Linked DNA regions of Mus musculus: region 2 is linked to region 1. The links are chromatin contacts, called in public Hi-C maps. All regions are on one chromosome and are shown on one strand. Each heading gives the region's core, a stretch centred on a gene start, on an enhancer-like site or on the middle of the called end of the contact. The rest is flanking DNA. Distances are from core to core; before and after follow the strand shown.

Region 1 (3,266 bases), core at 727-3,226:
CCCTCCTTCCCTCCTTCCCTCTTTCTTTCTTTCTTTCTTTCTTTCTTTCTTTCTTTCTTTCTTTCTTTCTTTCTTTCTTTCTTTCTTTCTTTCTTTCTTTCTTCCTTCCTTCCTTCCTTCCTTCCTTCCTTCCTTCCTTTCTTTCTTTCTTTCTTTCTTTCTTTCTTCCTTTCTTCCTTCATAAGCACTGTAGTCAGAAACTGTATCTCTAAACCATGAACGTGGAATCCCCTGCACCCAGCCCCTGTAGGATGGGGTCTACCCTTGTGAAGCTATGGCTGGAGTCGCTGCCTGGTTAGTACGGGTTCAGAAACTGCATGAGCAGTTCAGCAATGCGGAACCATTTGTGGCAAACTATACTTTGTCTATCCCTTTGCACACACTCTTCCTTTCTGCTAAGCATGGTCAGCTGGTACCCAGCCACGCATCACTTGGCAACTTCCCTCTCCTGCATCACCTCTCTCTTCTGCTCCTAGGTTCTGCTCATACAACCCTTGAGCCTTCTAACAGGAACAGGGGGCTCCTTCCTTACCGTAGAAATAACTCCATTTTAGCATTGAGAATATTTTTGAATGGGATTCATAAAAGCACAGGGTATTTCTTTTTATATCGATCTTATAAACACGCAGCTACCTGATAATGTTAATGAGCATCCCACCGTGAGGCGGGGGCTGTGCCCTCCCCCACCTCCCCCAGTAAATTACTCCTTAGGACTGGAAGTGGGGGCCCATTGCCACTCATGACAGAGCCTCACCTTGCTGCAGGCGCTGCAGTTCTTTCTGAAGCTGTCTCTGCTCCCTGGCTAGCGATTTCACGTGATAGAGGCAGATGATCTCCAGCCTTTGCAGTCTAAGGCTGAGTCTGGCTTCTGCTTGCCTGGCACTCTTTCTCTCCAAGTCAAACTGCTTATACAGAGGTCCCTTCACCATGCTTCTGTCCATCTTCCTCACGCGTGGGTGACAGTAAAGCCAGTGTCCTCCAGGGACCACAGATAACCTGAAAGAACAAGGTCAGCATGGTGGCTTCTGGTCATTGGTCACTGATTAGTTTGAAATCTAATTTTATTAAATCTTAAACTGCCTAGTCAGATGAAGTCTCCACATCCAAACCCACACCTCTACCTTCTTAACTCCAGTAGCACTCTCAGGAAGGAACGAGAGTCCCTGCCAATACTCACCTCAGGGCTACAACACAGAATGCATGCGGGATAGTGGTCAGTCAGGTCAGGTGCTCTCCCTTAGGTATTGGTGGTAGTAGTTCAGGAAAAGATTAGCATTAAAGAAGGGCATCCACCCACAGCCAAGCAGTGGATGGCGCTTGGGGACTCTTATGGAAGAATAGGAGGAAGGTTTACAGCCACTAAGGTGATAAGAACTCCACAGGAAGATGAACAGAATCAACTAACCTGCACCCTCAAGACTCTCCCAGACTGAACGGCCAATCAAAGACCGTAAATGGGCTGGACCAGGACTCTGCACATATATAACAGGTGTACAGCTTGGTTTTTATGTGGGTCCCAAACAACTGGAGCGGGGGACTGTCCCAAGAGGTGTTGCCTGTATGTGGGATGTGCTCTTTCAGCTGGGATGCCTCAGTGGGAGAGGAGGCGCTTAGCCTCTCAGAGACTTGAAGTGCCAGGGTAGGGGGAAGAGGGTGGAGGGGGTTACTCACTCAGAGGAGAAGGGGGTAAGGAAGGAAGGATTGTGGGAGGAGGTGAGAGGGAAGGGGGATCAGTGAGTGGAATGTAAAGTGAATAAGAAAAAAAAATTGAAATGTCAAAAAAGGGGGTGGGGTGGGGCTAAGGCCAGACACAAGGCAGCTCTAATTTAAGAGCCGAATTCGAGTCAGTTTGATTTAGATTCTGAAGTATAGATTAAAGCTTCACCCAAAAATACAGGGGGTAGCACTTACCTGCAAACCCAGCTCCTCACCAGGAAAATCTTTGTTTCTTTGGCTCCAAGCTTGTTTTCTTCACTAAGCGTGTGAGCCTGTGTAAAGGGGGGTGAGGGTGGGGAAGGGGGCTGGAAGGGGGCGGGGCCAGGAGAAGGTTAGTTACACTCGAAAGCTCTGTCCTTTCCTCCTGCGACCCCTGGTTAGGAATGCCGTCGACTCCTCGAGCCTTGGGTCCCATTTGCTCTTGAAGAGGCCACATCTCTAACTTGTTTTGAGGATAAAGGAAGCTTGCCAACTTCCAGCCCTCCCCAGGGAGGCCTGCGGTGCTCCTAGGCCGTGTCCATGGGAGCCAAGAATGAAAGCCAAGAGTCCCTCACTGTTTGTAACCAGTCTCTTCTCTTCCACCTCCCTCTGCTTCGCTTCTACCTCCCCTGCCCCTGCCCCTCCTCCCGCCCCATCTCCCACCCCTTTTCTGGCTTCTTGGAAACCAAAAGAAAGCACCCTGCCTTCCCATTCATGACTGGGCACATTTTGCACAGAAAGGCATTGAATTTGCTTATTCTACGTTATTGCGCTCCACGCTGGGTGTTTCCAGTCTTCCAGCCTTGTTCGGTGCATTTCAAAGTTTATTTAGATTTTCAAAGGCTTGGACACAGCACGAGATGAAGTGATATATATTTTTGAATCAACTTTTGTCTTCACGTTTGGAGAGCTGCAGCAGAGAATAGAGTTGAGCTATGGGTTATAGACGAAGATACTGGATGGGACTCTAACTGTTTCCTTGGGGATCCTTCTGAGAATGAGAGGCAGTAAGATTCCACAGTCTAAAGACAGCTGCCAACACTGGGGCCCAGTAATCCCAGTTTATGAAAGGCAGCTAAGCAGCCCCTACTACCCACAATCACCACCCGGCAAACAAACTATTCTAAAGAGATTACTGGGGAGGTGAGAGAGGGAGGGCGGGTCATTGTTCTCTAAGTAGGAAATGATACCTTCCCAGCCAGTGCTTCTCCCATGCACAAGTTCTTCCTCTCCAGGATTTAAACAAGTAGGGCACAATCTCCAAGACAATTACTACAGAAAGTGGGGTGCCGCATAAGGGAAACTGGCACTCTAGTCCCCATCGGCAGGCCTGGTGAAGTGCATAGCAACAGAGCTTTGTTGCCCCCATGAAGCGGTAAATATCCAGCCCAAATATGCCCTGGCAATGAAAGCACAACTCAATTAATATGAATCCATGCTGTGCACCTAGATTGGGCAGATCAACCCCTACACTACCATCTTCCACATCTATGTGACCCCTTAGAACTTGTAGTTTCTCCAAGCCATGTTCTTCTGCTCTGCTTTTCTTCTTCCTCCTCCTCCTCTGTGTC
Region 2 (3,010 bases), core at 217-2,716, 150 kb after region 1:
ATATTATATTATATTATATTATATTATATTATATTATATTATATTATATATAATGTGCCTTCAAGCCAGAAGTTTATCTTTGAAGAGAAAAGTAGCAGTGATATAAAAGTTTGAAGCTCATATTTTGATGAACCAAAAAGTCAGTAAAAATTCAGCTCAAACTGATGTCTCCAGACTCGAGATTTACTGGGATCCCAAGTCTGTCAGACCATTGACCATTTCATTTTTTCCAACTTCGCCTTTCTTATTCTATTTAAAAATGTACTAAAATGATGTATGAGAGTTTCTATTTTTGGAAACAGGAGGCAGCTCACTGCTGGCCTTCTCTGTTGATATTTTAGCTTTGTTAGAGGAACATTTCTTAAGCTCATGCTACTTTTTATAAAGTGTCATCTTGACAATCAAGATTAATCATGGGCAAGATACTACCTACATCATAAGCCCAGAAGTGTGCACTCCCCAAGGCTGGACATTAATATATTAACGTTGATATCTGGAGCAGATTACTATGTTGCCCACTCAAGATTAATTCTTTGTGCTCTTATAACAGTACCTCATATTCATGTTAACATCATTTTTCAACTGAAACTTTAGACAGTGCAGTCAACTTTGAAGGTAGATTGACTACCAAGGAAGCCTCCGGAACCATCTTCAGACAAAGATCTTCCCCAGATTTGGCCTTTAGCACTTCCCCTCTGTGTTCCCCTTCTTCTTGAATTTTAAATATGGTAGCCGTCAGGAAAGAAAACATAAAGTCACCATACTGGATCATTTGGCAAGCTTGAACAGGAAACAAGGTAGTGAAGATGGTAGAACAGAAACAAGTAATTTTCAGAGACTTGTTTCCATAACTGCCCTGAACATTGATGCTTCAAATTTCTGGAAAAACTCTGTCTTGCTTCCTTTGGCATATAGAAGAAAAATAATTTTCACTAAAAATTGGAAGTGTTTTTTTTTTCCATGTTGTAAAACAGCTTTGAAGGAGGAAATTTAGCATTTAAATCAACATTTATCATGTCACATGGACCAGGATACATTTCATACCTTCCTGCCCCTGCCCCATTTAGTTGTCACTCAACTCCAAAGTGATGGGATTATGATTTTTCTTTTCCAGCTAAGGAAGTTCCAGTGAAAAGACTAAATAACATCAACAAGAATACTTCTCTTCCCAGGAGCTACTGAAAACATTTAAGACATATACTGTTCATTTCCAATGACATAGCAGATATTACTGTAAATATAGGGAATAAAAACGATCGTTCAGATATGAGCAACACGGATGGGTTAGAAAATAGAAAAAAAATGTGTGTCAATTTTAAACAAATACACGATCTTAAATTTCTAGGGAAGTGCATTTTCCAATAGGGATTCTTCAAGGGCAAGGTCGGCATAGCACAAGTCCTGCCTCTTGAGGCGCTGGAGTGGTTCTCTGAACTCTCTTGTTCCCTACGCAGCCAGGAGCCTCTGGTGGTTGGGACATTCCCCTGGGTGATTGTCTGCTGAATCATCTGCCCACAAAGGCTTCTCTTTGCTCCCAGCAGTGTCTCCTTTCTGGGGATTTGTCTTCTGCTATGGGTCTGCTCTTCCCTGCTGGAGTTACCTTGACCTTAGCTTTGAAAAGGTGGTGAAAGCCTCTGTGTAGTCAGATGATGAAAGCTGGTATTATCATTGTTAGTAAGCGGAAGCGAAGGCAGCTTCCTCGATTTATGTGGAGGTGGATCTCAGGTATTTCCTCAGCTCAGCTTCCCACTTCACCATCCTGAGGCTTTGACAGAGATTTCCCCTTGACAGAAAAATGTCAGTGCCTGCCCTTGGAAATCTAATATTGCTGAAAAATGTATTGTTTTTGCCTAGGGGGTTACATGATGTAGAAAATGGAGTCTGACTAGCCTATTACTGTGTCTCCTAAGAAGCAAATTACTTTAACAATGCAATCACGTAAAGTTCATCATCATCATCGTCATTGTATACGTGGTCATTGTTGAGAAGTGAAACTTAACTCTTTTTCCCTAGGCCATTTTTGTGTATCTGAAGCATTGTCTGATTACATTCGATGAACTTGCTAAGATGAAAGTGTATAGCAACATTTGCTGTTTCACTTGCTGTATCTTTGGCATCTTGTCAAAACTGTGCAATTTGTCTCCTTTTGCCAACACTCAGATCATGGTATCTCATTGTATGGGTGGACCGCAAGCTCTGAACTTGTAACCTATTGATGGAAACCTGGATTGCTTTCAGCTGGCTTTAAAAAAAATAAGCCTATAAGTACTTGACAAAGTCAGTTTCTCTTTGACAGACAATTCAAATGAAAATGACGTCAAGAGAAAAATTATTCTAAATATTCAATGTACACTAAGGAGTAACTAAACCTCATATGTAGGAAATGCAAATTAAATTCTCCTTATAGGGTGTTATCTTAGTGTCTTAGTTAGGGTTTTACTGCTGTGAACAGACACCATGACCAAGGCAAGTCTTATAAAAAACAACATTTACTTGGGGCTGGCTTACAGGTTCAGAGGTTCAGTCCATTATCATCAAGGTGAGAGCATGGCAGTATCCAGGCAGGCATGGCACAGGCAGAGCTGAGAGTTCTACATTTTCATCCAAAGGCTGCTAGTGGAAGACTGACTTCCAGGCAACTGGGGTGAGAGTCTTAAGCCCACACACACAGTGACACACCTATTCCAACCAGGTCACACCTATTCCAACAAGGCCACACCTTTAGATGGTGCCACTCCCTGGTCCAAGAATATACAGACAATCACACTTAGTCAGGGTTTTTATTCCTGGACAAAACATCATAACCAAGAAGCAAGGTGGGGAGGAAAAGGTTTATTTAGCTTACACCTCCAAACTGCTGTACATCACTAAAGGGAATCAGTACTGGAACTCAAGCAGGTCAGGAACCAGGAGCTGATGCAGAGGCCATGGAGGGATGTTACTTACTGGTTTGCTTCCTCTGGCTTGCTCAGCCTGATCTCTTATAGAACCCAAGACTACCAGCCCAGGG

The links. A called contact is a pair of places that touch in the nucleus more often than the background predicts.
Region 2: a Hi-C map of the C2C12 cell line shows a contact between it and region 1, with 2.4 times the contacts expected there. The contact joins the enhancer-like site here to the promoter of Ccdc190 in region 1. A contact is called at or near these places in 5 of 484 Hi-C or Micro-C datasets (the C2C12 cell line, embryonic fibroblasts, embryonic stem cells and 1 more).

Annotation. Positions count from the first base shown.
Region 1 is chr1:169,927,649-169,930,914 of GRCm38.p6, reverse strand. It overlaps Ccdc190 (coiled-coil domain containing 190), which reads right to left and starts at 1,976. Exons shown (of 4, transcript NM_001033185.2): 1 at 1,912-1,976; 2 at 755-996. The coding sequence starts at 941. It overlaps Gm39699 (a long non-coding RNA gene), which reads right to left. Exons shown (of 3, transcript XR_865723.1): 2 at 2,886-3,094; 3 at 2,327-2,605.
Region 2 is chr1:169,775,262-169,778,271 of GRCm38.p6, reverse strand. No RefSeq gene overlaps it. Among named protein-coding and RNA genes, the nearest start is that of Gm22114, 23 kb to the left of the region's middle. Within about 2 kb of position 1,466, at least 13 of the 459 cell types and tissues checked have an H3K27ac peak or open chromatin away from gene starts, as enhancers often do. A contact at or near this core is called in the C2C12 cell line, where this site is marked.